Regions from separate parts of the Mus musculus genome. Here region 1 is linked to region 2. Evidence: chromatin contacts called from public promoter capture Hi-C data. All regions are on one chromosome and are shown on one strand. Each heading gives the region's core, a stretch centred on a gene start, on an enhancer-like site or on the middle of the called end of the contact. The rest is flanking DNA. Distances are from core to core; before and after follow the strand shown.

What was found. Capture Hi-C pulls out chosen DNA fragments and counts their contacts.
Region 1: a promoter capture Hi-C map of liver shows a contact between it and region 2, with 4 times the contacts expected there. The contact joins two enhancer-like sites.

What each region holds. Positions count from the first base shown.
Region 1 is chr7:49,420,971-49,427,956 of GRCm38.p6, reverse strand. The region is part of intron 6 of Nav2 (neuron navigator 2); the gene reads right to left. Among named protein-coding and RNA genes, the nearest start is that of Gm51447, 14 kb to the left of the region's middle. Within about 2 kb of position 3,831, at least 10 of the 459 cell types and tissues checked have an H3K27ac peak or open chromatin away from gene starts, as enhancers often do. A contact at or near this core is called in liver, where this site is marked.
Region 2 is chr7:46,982,712-46,989,680 of GRCm38.p6, reverse strand. It overlaps Gm9999 (predicted gene 9999), which reads right to left. Exons shown (of 5, transcript NR_033461.1): 2 at 5,863-6,099; 3 at 5,299-5,400; 4 at 2,635-2,672; 5 at 1,878-1,992. Among named protein-coding and RNA genes, the nearest start is that of Gm9999, 9.6 kb to the right of the region's middle. Within about 2 kb of position 3,405, at least 63 of the 459 cell types and tissues checked have an H3K27ac peak or open chromatin away from gene starts, as enhancers often do. A contact at or near this core is called in liver, where this site is marked.

The sequences.
Region 1 (6,986 bases), core at 2,582-5,081, 2.4 Mb before region 2:
TTAACCAGTTCACAACTTAGCTGAACTTGTGAGAGACATCATCCCAAGTACACGGGGAGGGGGAGTGGGGAGAGTCAATGCAAATGTCACCGAGGGTACCTTTGCACGCTTTTCTTCCCTCCCAACTGTCCTTCCTTCCTTGAAACAGAACCGAGTTCTAGAGTGTAAGTAACGCCGCTGAGGATAGAGTACATTTGGGATGGATGGATGGATGGATGGATGGATGGATGGATGCCTTTACAGGAGGTGGGGCTTAAGGAAAGGTCACATATTATGGGGTTTACCAGTAACTTTATCCAAATCACAGAAGCACTTCCAGAACCTGCATAAATCACAGTCTCCCTCCTTTATCTGAGAAAATCAGTTCAGAGGTTTACAAACATCACCAAGGCTGTCTGCTGAAACCTAACATGTGGCAGCCAGAACAGGGCTGATCTGACTGCCTGAACACCTCTGGGGGCCAGAGACCTCCCCTCCCAAAAGATTTATCCATCCAGCTGGGAGAAAACAGAAACAAAAGCCCTTTATATTTATTTTTTAATGGGGATCCAAGAGTTGTTTCTCTGTTTTATTAACTTGTGTGTGTGTGTGTTTGTTCTTTTCAATGCCCATGTTCTAAAACATCCCAACTATTGTGTGAGCAAATGGGTAAACACAATAAAGGAGACCCTGCAAATTTTGTGGGTCTCACCTTTGAGGCCCCCCAGCCCAGAAGCATACATCTATGTGTGGCATCTAAGTTTCTGCAGAGGAGTAAGTACCGACTCTATTGGTTGATTTTTTACTTGTCTCTCTCACCAGACTGTAAGTCCCACTAGGGCAAGGCCTGGCACCTCTCTCTACACTCTAGACTATCAGTGACTATTCTGATGCTTAATACAGAAGAGACTTTGCACAAATGACCTTAGACATGTCCCGGAACATGAAGGGTGTATGATCAAGAGTGGGGCTGTTAACCATACTGCTTTGTCTCATTTGAAATTAGTCACCCGCGAAAAACAAATAAAATCTAGCAAACCTTTCCAGTTAGTAAAAAATCCACTCCTGCTAGCAAAGATCTCTTTCCTTAGGATTCATCCTTCTCCTTGAATCCCACGGCTCAATGCCCACCTCAGGGGGAGTGAGTGACAGCTAAGAGGAGGAGGGGCTTAGTTCAGCAGCTCACCTAGCTACTCACCTGGGGGAGGGGGGTGAGTGACAGCTGAGAGGAGGAGGGGCTTAGCTCAGGCCCTCAGTCAGTTCCTTGTTACTACAGACAGAATTTTTCCTCCAGGCCACCAGGACCTTACTGAACATACTTAGCCGTTCTTGGGTCTACAGTCACCCTCCCAAGTGGAGGAAAGAAAGCAGGGAACCTATGCCTGGACGGGAACATCTAGACAATCGAAGCATCTTTACACTTCTAACAGGGTACCTTAGTTCAATGGTTAAGAGCATTGAATGCTCTTCCAGAGGACCCAGTTTTGATTCTCAGCACCACAAGGCATTTCACAACCATCTGTAATTTAGTTCCAAGGGCTCTGATACCCTGTTCTGGCCTGTGCCAGCATCGAGGGACGCAATCTGCACACAGATATACACATAGGCAAAAATACCCATATTTATAAGACAAAAAAAAAATTTTTTTTAAAGTTAAATTAAGAAAAAAGAATGCTAGACAGAGATGAGATGTAGCACAAGACTTAGACAGCAGAGGGCAGCAGAGGCTCACTGTCGTGGGCTACTGAAGCAAGATGGTTGTGTGAATTTTGTTTTGTTTTGTTTTCTTTCTTCTCTCTCTCTCAAAGCCTCGCTTTTCCCAAGCTGAGTCTCTATAGGCTGAGGGCCTTGCAACCCAGTTGTCATTTCTGGAAAATACTATGATTCTCCCATCACAGTCAAGGCAACAGGCTCAGGACACAGAGGGACCTGCATCACCTTACAAAGAATTAGGCAGGCTACGGACGCTGATGCTTGAGCCTGCGTTATCATCCGCAAAGCTCAAAGAGCCTCTAAGCTACAGAAACAGGCATAGGCACTGCTGAAACCCAGCAGGAGCTCCTCGGGATCCCGGTGCACAACATCCTTCAGCATGGCCACTCACACAGGCACAACAGTCACAGACAGGCTTACCAACAATTGAGGCTACCTTCGCCAATACCTTAAAACGGATATTCTTGCTGCGACCCTTCACGTACTGCATCTAGAGGCTGTATCCCTCCCACACCAGGCTGGTGTTCTAAAGAACATCTTATCTGATAGGTTGGTTTCAGCCCTAGAGAGTCTGTCTTCTGCAGAGAAGGGCTCAAGTGCCTTCATGAGATGCCCATCACCAAGTACCAGCTGTGGCTGGACTAGAGGTTCACAGCTCAGTTGCCCCTCTCCCCTCTTGCAACGTGAAGACAGGCCTTCCATGTCCACAGAGGAGTTCATTTCATTTACTCCAAAATAAATTTATCTTTAAATGTAGATGAATACTGTCAAATACACAAGTTAGGAGGAAAAAAATGTTTTTAAAGAATATTAAAATGGAATGAACCTAGCCTTGCAGATCAAACTGCGGTAACCCTGACTAAGAGAGCACCCAGATGCCTAAGTGTATTCCCCTGCTAATGAAGCTTAAAATGAAATAGAACTCATGTACATGGGATGCTCTCTGCCTGACAAACAGGGGCAGGAGAAGCACTGGACTGATGACCTGCAGATCACACGCACAACAGGCACTCATCTCACACCCCAACACAGACTAAACCAAATTCGCATTTTGTCTTCTCATCCGACTCAGTTTCCTTTCCTCCTTCTCATTCTTCCTGCTCCCCAAAGCAAGGACAGCGTTCAGCGAAACCGTAAGCTGGTGTGCTGATTTGGTAGCACGTCCATATTGCAGAAAAGGCAAACCTGGCCACACAACCGTCTTGTTTCCATGAGAAAGGGTGAGCCCAAGCGCCACCATTCATAGCCTTACACACACCCAAGGGCTTTCCTGCCCCCTCTCCCCAGGGCTTTCCCGAATTCTGCAGCAGATAAGAAAATGGCCCCCAAAGACAGCCAGAGAAAACACACCAGACATAATTTTGTTCCCCTTGATGGTTGGCTTTTGTTTAATCCTAGTGTTAAGGACAAAAGCTGGAGTGTGAGGCTTTCATAGTTCTCCCTGGTGTCTGCTCTCCTGGGCAGAAAGAGACTCCAAACTCTTTAAGAGCCACGAGCACAAAGAACTGACTAGGGAAAGCTGAAACCCTCAAAGCACTCCTGGCCTTCTGCTACCATAGACACCACCTTGCGTACCTGCAGCCCAAGTAAGGGGTCAAACCCCAGCTCCTTGTTTTCTATGAGCTCAGCTGGCACAAGAAAGAATGAGAACATTTTAAAATAAAATACAACAATGACTTGAAGACTGGCAAGGTAAAAAAACACAAAACCAAAGTTGGCTTTGAAGTCCCTGGCTGTCAGTGAACCCAGTTATCAAGTGCTGGCTCTGAGAATAAATTTAAATATAGCTGTGATAAAATGGATATAAAATTTTCATGGCTCCCCATTTTTGAGCTCCTGCTGCATGCTGGGCTTGACTTGGGGGGTATGGAACAGGGGGGGGGATGGGTCTCACTACCTATAGTCACCCCTGTAACAGTAAGTCATCAAATTCTCGCTGAGAGTTACAGGGCAATTAGAAAATGGTGTTTCTCGTGACGTGCATCTAAGAACACAAGGCTAAGAAGAGTAAGGGTTTTCCACCTTTACAGCTTGAGGATTATAGGAATCTCAAATATAAACTCAGAAGCCAGAATCGAAAGGGCAAAGTGTATGAAGTCCAGGGTCTATATTTGCATAGCCACCTTGAAAGCTGACCGACTGATAGTCCATCATCAGACCTTGAGAAACAAGCTCTCTTTCACAGTAATCTAGGTGTATGTGTGTGTGAGAGAGACAGAAAAGTAGAAAGGAGACTATGGAGGGGAAGAAAGGGAAGAGAGGGTAATGGGAGATAGTATGATAGGTAACTCGGAAGAAGGGACCAGAAAGAGGTAGACACAGTACAGGAAAAAACAGTGGGGTAGCTGGATGCTAGTACATTGGGGCTGGAGAGGTAGCTTAGCAGGTAAGAGCACTGACTGCTCTTCTAGAAAACCCAGGCTCTATTCCCAGTATCCACAAGGTAGCTCACAACCACCTTTAATTCCAGTCCTAGGTGATCTAATTCCCTTTCCTGGCTTCCTTAGGTACTGCACAAATGTGATATACAGGAACACGTGCAGGCTGAATAACCATACACACAACATAAAAATAAAGCTTTTTAAAAAAAGAATTTGCACTGATCCATACACACACACATACACACAACACACACACACACACAGAGCCCTACCTTACAATGAAGCCCATCTCTTTTTTTTTAGTTTAGTTTATTATTTTAACTATGTGTATATGGGCTTCTGTGTTGGTATGTACACATGTGAATGTGGATTCATGTAAAGTCCGGAAGGTGTTACCTATAGGCAGCACGTAACCAGAGTCACACTTCTGGAAAGTGTCAAGGCTAGAATTCAAGTGTAGTCATCTCTCTTCCGAGTATTTGCCTTGTCTTTAACTGGAGGCCAGAGTCTTCCACAGACATTCGTAGTCCAGCCCCGGGGATGAGTTTGGCTTTGTAGCTGGCCAGGTCTTTTCCTCTTCCAGGGCCTTGTGAGGACTTTGAGTGTGGTAGTTTAACCCAGCCTGATAGATTAGCCTGGTCCATCTGCACACAGAGCTCTGTCTCTAGACAACCTTCTGGAGCATAGTTGAGATGCTACAGTGGCCCCTGGTCCAGCCCGACCCCACCCCACAACCATAATGGATTGCAGCCCAGAGATCACGATATTTTTGCAGCTGCTTCCCAGAAATGACAGTCATCCTCTGCTCTCTCTGTCCAGGGTCACAGTTCCAGAATGACCAACAAGGCTTAACCATCACTATGGCAACCTTGGGCAGATCCACTACAGAGCCTGCAAAAGTGAACCCAGCAGATCTGTTCTTAGATTGACACCCAGATCAACACTAGAAGTTTTTTTTTTAGAGCAACACACTCCTTCCTGGGCTACCGTCCTAGTATTAAGGGAAAGCAGTTGGAATAGCTTCGGACTCCTCCCCAAAGCTGAATGGGTTCTTACTCCTTTGTGCTCAGGACTCAAGCACCTCTGCTATGGCACACATGTGGAACTACACTCCATGTGCCTCTGCAAAGCAGCATCTTAGCCCCTTAGTTCCCACAACCAGCCTGATGCTAGTCCCATCCCAGTCTCTACAGGAGCAAATGAAAGAAAGAGAGGTACCACAATATTCTCCTCTACAGGACTTAGAGTGCCAGGTTCCTTCCATCTACTAGACTCATAACGTCATGTCAGAATCCTGGTGTACAGCCCAACGCAGGTGATTATCTTACAGTCCTGTCTTCTAATCACTGACTCTGACTGTCACCAACCACGAAGTGACACGCTTACAGACACTCTCAATCAATGGACCCAGTATAACACGGACATGACGGAATGCTAGTCGTCAAACCCCATCTCCCGACCAGAAGAACAGAGCAAAGAGATGACACAGCTGACAAAGCCCAGAGGAGGAGGCCCACCAGGAAGGAGAACAGGTCTCACGTGAACAAGGCCCAGTCGCAAGGACAGCTGAGCATGTCGCGTAAGTTACAGTTCTTCAGTGATCTCACGCGTAGAGGATAAAGTGAGGCCGCCGGTTTTAGTCTCAAACCCAAAGGAGTTCTTACTATACCAGGCCATTGATAGTCACTGTAATGTCAATAAAGTAGGCCAGATTTATTTTAAGTTCAGCATCTTAAAACAATTTGTCTCATTTCAACCTTCACCCTTCCCTGCCTCTGTGACTGTAGCAAGTATCAAGCCTTTATTTTATATTATATTATTTTATTTTAGGTACATGTCAGTTTCACCCTTTTAAAGGGGGAATAAATGAGGTTGTAACATGAGCAAAACTAAGAAGAAAATAGCTTTTTCATTTGAAGTAAAACCCCAAACATTTCTATATGCAAGTGTGTTGTATTTATATGGCTGTACTGCGGAAAGTTCTGGAAGGGTGTGCACAGTTTGGATTATACTAGTGCTTGTTAAGAAATATAAAAGAACTTTAAAAAAATATGTGCTCTTGTACTATTTTGCAAACAGATGTGACTTTTATATTCCAAGCATACATTTATGGTTTTTAAAAATATATTATTTAATTGTTTTATTTATGTGAATTTCTGTATGTGGGTATGTACGTCTGAGCACAAGCGTCCTGAGGCCAGAAGAGGGAATCAGAAGCCGTGGAGTTACAGGTGATTGTGTGCTGCCTAGCATGGGTGCTGGGGATTGGAACTTGAGTCCTCTGCAGAAACCACATCTGTCTCTCCAACTCCTCCAAACACAATTGTAATAAAGAAAGCCACTTAGGCATGGGGAAGTAAAGAAGAGGTGTGGGGTACGACTCAGTGACATGTTTGTCTAGTACGTTGAGGCTCTGGGTTTGATCTCCAGCACCCGAGAAGTGAAACTAATAGATGAAAAGGCTACACACGTTAAACAAAAGCTCTTGATGTTTGAGTGAAAGACACCAAGGGGCAGGATCACATAGATGTGGCTGATCCACATACTCTGGATTAGACTTTAGTACTGGTTTCAAGTTCCTGGTACCTTGGTTGAGAAATCTGTCAACCTCATAAAAATAAAGATCTCTCCCCTACTCTGAAGGGGGAAAAAATGTAACCATTACTAAACACTCAAGGGACTCAGCCTCTGTGTCCCAAGTGTTTCTGGTTTGGGGAGTAGATAGGATGGGACCGAGTTCATTCACAACATGAGGGCTGCCCAGGTTCCTAAGCCACTGCAGGGATTGGGGGATAGCATGCTGTGGCTCAAAGGGATGGCGTGTGATATGATCCACAGTAAGCTCCAGGACACTTGCACACTGCCACAGAAAAAACTTCTGAGAGACCTGGCTTTGGTTTCTACCATTTCTAC
Region 2 (6,969 bases), core at 2,156-4,655:
CAGCTTACCTGGAAAGCAAGGCAGTGATAGAGGACACCCAGTGCATTCTGGCCTCAGTACAAGCACAGAGACGCACGTGGACTGACATGGTGGGTGATGACAACAAGACTAGATGAGTCCTTAGCAATGTCAGGAGATTAGCAGCCACACCCATGCATGCAGGGAATGTAGATAGCTACAGTGTGCTGAGTCTAGGTCATATGAGAAATGGAAGCTACACTCCCAAATCACTACGAATTACATGTGTGGATTTTCTATTCATTCTCCTTTCCATTGGCAGGGTAATCTTGGGGCCAGAGGATGAATTGATGTATAAAGTGCCTGCCGAAAAAAGGAGTCTCTGAGTTCAGAGTTGCAGCACATAAAAGGGAGGTATGATGTCAGCCATCTGTAAATCCAACACTTTGACAGTGCAGAGATGGGTTCCCAAGGCTCCCTGGCTGCCCAGTCTAATCAAGGTAGAGAATGAGAACACCAGGCACTGACTTTTGGTCTCCACACAGGTGAGCACATAAACACACTCTGAGTGCAGACCTCTTAAATGGTAAGAAGTCCAAAGAACAGAGTTTTTCTGTGTAAACTACAGGGCTACTTTGCTGGGGCAGATCTGTTCTCTTAAACAGTGGGACCAGATATTTATCTTACCTCCCCCCACCTCCATCACACTCGTCTCAGTTTTAGAGAAAGATCTTAGGGCTCAGACTCCTGATTAGCTGCTTAGATCTCAAAATTAGGCTCCCAGCCCTGAACTTAAATTCACTGGATCATATTGAGAGCTGGTTAGGGTTTGCTTCTATATATCTTCTCTTTTAAAGGATCATCAGAGGTCTAGAGATGGCTCAGATTAAGAGCAGGACCTACCCAAGAGCTCTTGCACAGAGGACCTGCTGTACCCACGTTTGGCAGCTCACAATCACTTTAAACTCCAGGGGAACCAGAGACCTGTGTATAGCTGTCCTTCAATGCACAGGGCATGTCTTTAATCCCAGTGCTTGTAAGACAGAGGCAGGTGGAGCTCTGAATTCACGGTCAGCCTGTTCTATAGAATTCCAGGACAGTAAGAGAAACCCTGTCTCTAAATATCAAAAATAAATAATAATAAAAGTAAATGTTTTAAAAGGAGTTTTGGGGGGCTGGTGAGATGGCTCGGTGGGTAAGAGCACCCAACTGCTCTTCCGAAGGTCCAGGGTTCAAATCCCAGCAACCACATGGTGGCTCACAACCATCGGTAACGAGATCTGACTCCCTCTTCTGGAGTGTCTGAAGACAGCTACAGTGTACTTACATATAATAAATAAATAAATAAATCTTAAATTAAAAAAAAAAAAAAAAGGAGTTTTGGGCAACTTCTTTGTTTTGTCTTGTTTTTCCAGGGGAGGGAGGTAATTAGGCAGCAAGTGCTGTTTGACCATTGCGTTAGTTAGCACATAAGGCATGGGTGGTGTTCCTGGTGAAATCCTGTGTCTGAATCTCCTGTGTTGGCAAGCAAGACGCCTGAGCCTCTTCGCTTCTTTGGTCACTTGGTAAAATGAGGCCAACACCCAGCTTTAATGGGTTCAGGTGAAGATTAAAAGCTCACTTTAGCATCTCAAATTGGAACGAGTCATCCACACACAGATCCCCTTGCCCCTCTTCATCCCTGCACAGGGTAATTTTTACCTCTGGACCCTGGACTTGGAGTATATTATTTGGAAACTGGGCCTAAAAATCATTAAGATTACAGAACAAGGGGCAATTTAAACTAGTTGTCTCAGTCTTAGAGGCTCCAACAAACAGAATGTGGCCATCTCCCATTCATGCCCACCTGCCCACTCGCCCTCATTCTCTATTAGAATGTTGCTTTTGTTCTTAAAAAGTGTGGTAACTACACAGAATATGACAAAATAATGTGCGATTACTTTATGCGAAACCTACAACAGGAACTGTGCAGTTGGGTGATCTTCACAGCTGCATTGGTTCACCAGGGTCATCTTTGTTTACTTCCAGAGGGGTCTGGGGGGGAAAAAAGCATATGTCAGGAGGCTCTAGCATTGCTTAGGTGTGGAGCAGTCTGATCCTGTTAGCAGGAGGTGCTCGGCCCTGTGGGGATCTGACAGAGTGCAGAGATGTCTGCCACCAGGACCACTGGTAGGTTTGCAGAAGTGGGCTGATCTCGAAAATAATGCTGCCAGCTAAACATTTTAAACATCCTGTCAGCTTTACAGACATTAATGTTGACCCTGGGTCACAAATACTCTCTACCTCCATTCTTAAATAAATATAAGAAAACACATGGGAAGCTGAGGGTGTGTCTCAGACAGTAGGTGCCCACCATGCAGGAGGCCCTGGTCGGATCCCAGCACCACATAATCTCAGCAGTCAGGAGCAGTCAGCAGGAGGACCAAGGCAGCCTTGGTTCCATTGCTCGTTCATCCTGGGCTGTGTGTGAAAGAAACCTGGCAAGCTCCCAGTTCTGAGTAGCCCACAGTAGGAGGAGGTAAATTACTGGGAACTTTTTCTCAAAAAAAAAAAAAAAAACTGGAAAGAATCTGTTTCTAAAGTCACTAAGGGTTAGATTGTCATGCTTCCTGTGTTAATGCTGGGGACTCACCAGCAGTAAAGAAGTCACTTACAGCAGTAAAGAAGTCCACTTACCCCTCCTGGGGGATATTTATATCCCTTCCACATCGTTCCTGCAATGAGAACCATCCATAAGACAACGATCATTCTGGGCCGCCTTGGCTGCTGGTGGCGGGCTGGTTATTGGAAGGCCTGGATCTATCTGCAGAGTCCTGGGGATCCCTGGCTTCATTCCAGACCAGATGGTGGGTGGCCCAGCATGGCACTTCCTGACTGGTGAACTTTGAGGTCTAGTCTAAACTAAAATGGCCATTTTGAGAGGCCAGACTCAGACACTAATTGTGACATCAGTTCCTATGACATGGGGAGTTGGGGGGCTCAAGGGTTAGAGCGGCCAAGGCTGGCCAGGATGTTAGGTTTGTTTGGATGAAAGAAAGTTGGAAAAGGAGCTACCCCCACTCCTGTTTAGAACCTTAATAAGCCATTTACACAAGCTATGTATTTGCTTAAACTATTCAAGACAGAAAAGGATTGCTGTGAATAACAAATCAGAACCACCTGGGTTGATCTGGGGGCCATGTAGGATTAACAAACTAAGCAGACAGCAGTTTAGCTATTGTTAAGCTATCCAAGGAAGAAAAGTCTTACATTTTGTGAAATGATACCCAGCCCCCATCTTGCTGCCTTAAACCTCCTAGAAACCTCCCTGGGAAAGGAGCAAAAAGAAGATAGGAGCTGCTGCTGGGGCTCTTTCACGGCTGGCACACGGGCTTAGAGTCACATAACTCAATAAACAGTGACTCAATAAACAGATGGCACTTCTTCCGTTACACCCGCACAATGTGATCCTTTGAACCAGTGGGGCTGAGGGAGAGCCAAAGACCAGCAGCTACCATCTCCTGCTTTTACTATACCTGAGGCTGGGGCTACCATCCCCTGCCTTCTGGGGTACTTTCCCCCCAAATCCTTCTACTTTTGATTCAGCATGTTAAGACTATGAAGAGTAGTCTTTATTTATAAATGGCACTGCTCTAAATAAAATAAAATAATCTGAATGAAATGGTTGGATGGCTGGAAGCCCAGACCAGGGGTTGCTGAAAGGGTGTCGCCCTCTGTTCCCCGTGGGAGGAGTGTGAGAAACACTGAGGTCTGGCTCAAACCACACACACACACACACACACACACACACACCAATGAGGTGATTGTGCAATGTTGAGGGTGGCCCAACCACTGTCACCAAAGTTCACTGACAGGTTCTCATTTTCACTTAGTGAAATTTGTAGGGGCTGGAGAGATGGCTCAGCAGTTAAGAGCACTGACTGCTATTCGAAAGGTCTTGAGTTCAAATCCCAGCAACCACATGGTGGCTCACAACCATCCGTAATGAGATCTGATGCCCTCTTCTGGTGTGTCTGAAGACAGCTACAGTGTACTTACATATAATAGATAAATACATCTTTTAATAAAATAAATAAATAAATAAATTGTAGTTCACTAGTTTTCAAGCTTTGCACTAAACACCTTACATAGATTCCCAAATGTGACCTTCACAAAAATAGTGAAGGATCAAAATATCTCCAGTTGTACCAGTGAAGAAATGGACTTTCGGAAGATTTTAAACCTCTCAAGTTCTCTCAGTCAGTTGCAAAGTTAGGGCTTAATCTCAAGTTTATCTTAATTCTTGTTTCACAGACCTTCAGACAGACAGGCCATTTCATCCTGAAGTGACTTATGCAAGCTAATGCCAGCCATTTAAAACTCTAAGAGTCTTTTTTTTAATGACCAGATCAAGAGTGGGCTTGTGCCTCCAAAATGTCTCTTAGTGCCCAAGCTCAGGTGTCCAGTGTTTTTAAAGACAAACGCCACAATTGCATCAGTAGGGGGGCCGATCACATCAGTGATTTGGAGTAGCCTAGTAACATGTTTTCTTGCAAAATTCAGCACTGTTTTCCAGATACCAAATGACAATTATCTTTGATTTGCATGGCCTCTTAGTTATTTTAGTTTTATGTTTTAGCTTGCACAAGCATCAGGGTTTTTTTTTTAATATGTCTAGGCCATGTTTAGGGTTACAAAGGTGTTGCCAAGACAGATGCAGCTGCTGGTTGGGTGGGTAGAAGGCTAAGAAGTATCTAAGCAGCTGCAAAGGAAAGTTATGACAAGATGGCAGTGCCTTTGTCATTTCAGTATGAGCCATCTATGGTGGCACATGACTGTAACACTAACACTCAGGAGGCAGAGGAAGGTAGAGACCTCTGTGGTCGAGTTTGATGCTAGCCTGATCTATGTAGTGGGTTCCAGGGCTGCCAGGGCTGTGTCTCAAAAAAGAGAGAGAACAAAGACTCTATGTAGGAAGAGAAAGGAGATGAGGGAGGAGAATGAGAGAGAGTAAAAAGGCGGAGTAACAGGATCAAAGTCTCATATACATGGATATGTAGATGCCCTTAATATAATTGTTATTACACATGCGTGATAAAATAGCTTATATGGTTAACATACACTAATATGGTTTGAGAAAGAATGGGAGTTGTTCAGAAGGTGCCTGTGAGGCACCGTTATTGACAGACTGCCCATCCTCAGTCTGCTTGCCCCAGCAGTAGCCCCCAGGCTTCTTCCCTTCCCTGCATCCCCAGCCATCCCCCTTCTATGGTTTGCCTGTTTCCCACAAGGGTAAAACTTCCCCCTGAGCCTGCACGGTGTTGGAGCATTGTGTGGCTCAAAGGACCCAGACCAACAGACCTGACTCACTCATAGCAGCAGCTCCTCCTCCAAAGCTTGGATCCTTCTTCGTGCCTTGTTCTCCTGACCAGGCAACCTCTCTTTCCACTTTAGAGTTGGAGGCTGAGTCAGAAAGAAAATTACGGGTAGACATGCCCCACTCATTGATGCCAAGGAAAGTCGCTGTGCGTGGTGATTGGGGAGAGACTACTCAAACTATACCCCCAGCCCGATGTCCCTAATAGAAACTCATCTACTTGGTTTAAGTTAGTCACCGTGTTCAGTGTAAAACGCTGTAAAAACAAAACAAAAACAAAAAACAAAAACACACAAACAAACAGAATGAAAAATGTCATAAAGCCTGGATACAAGTGACATCTAAGCAGAAGTAGGGGACACTAACCCCTCCAAAGAAGAGTGCCCTAAAAGATGAGGAGAATATACTGGCTTCGTTCTGTCACATCCTGACTTCCAATTAGTGGTAAAAACCCTTTCCTACTTGGTCAGAAATCCCAGATGGGATGTGAGGCAGAGCCAGACCTAGGAATGAGAGATCCAGATCAGGGATGCAAGGCTGATACTTACCATCGCCTCTGGAAATGTGCCCATGTAGGTCGCAAGGCCAACAAAAAGCATCCAGCCCAGCACGATCATCACCAAAAGAAAAATAATTTCTGAGCCTCAATCACACGGTAAGGGACTGTTCGCCAAGATCTTGGCAAAGGAGCGAACTCATGAAACTTTCAGTTGACAGACTGTCGCATGTTAGTTCCATTCCTTGGTTCCAAAGGATCTGAGACTCTCTAATGAAGAAGCTGGAGTCTAGGGAGGCATTGTGACATCATTGGTCATGTGACTTGGATTCACTATGTCATAGGTACTTGGGCCATAAGTTCTTTGTGTACATTAATGCACAGCACTACCAAAAAGTAGGAACTATTGTTATAAATAACCCCATTTCACTAGTGAGAAATGAAGGTTCAGAAAGCCCGCATGACTTGTACCAGGGGTCACCAGGCATACTACTGATTAAAGATCAGATTTGAAAAGGTGTGGCACTATGACAGCTGCCAATGAAACAAACTGAAGTCTATGGAAATGATACATCTATTGTTTTGAGGCAGGGTCTCATTGTAGTCCAAACTGGCCTCAAGCTTTCTATAGAGTAAGCTTGGACCCTGTCCTTGGACCCCTAACCCATTTCTTCCATCTACCTCTATTTTTATCCCTACAAGACCTCTCCTATCTTGAAGCTAGGGTCCTCTGGAAGAAGAGGGAGGCTTCCTCAAAGCATTAGGTACTCACATTCTTCAATGACCATGGTCAGTTCATCACTGATCCTCTTCTAGATTATCAAAAGCCACAGGAATTCCTGGTCTTTTAAAAGAGGAGGAGGAAGAGGAGAAAGAGGAGGAGGAGGAAGAGAAAGTAGCCACCTCCATTTGACACAATGATTTGCTTCCAAACTATCCTGTGGCAAATTTCCTTTTATGATCAAACATCCTAGATGAGTGGTCTACACAAAAGTCCCTTCTTTTCAATCTACACCTTTTTTTCATGTATTTCATTCTGATCTAGCCCCTAGCGTGGAACTTAGATGCTTGCTAAGACACCTCTCTCTCTCTCTCTCTCTCTCTCTCTCTCCCTCTCCCTCTCCCTCTCCCTCTCCCTCCCTCTCCCTCTCCCTCTCCC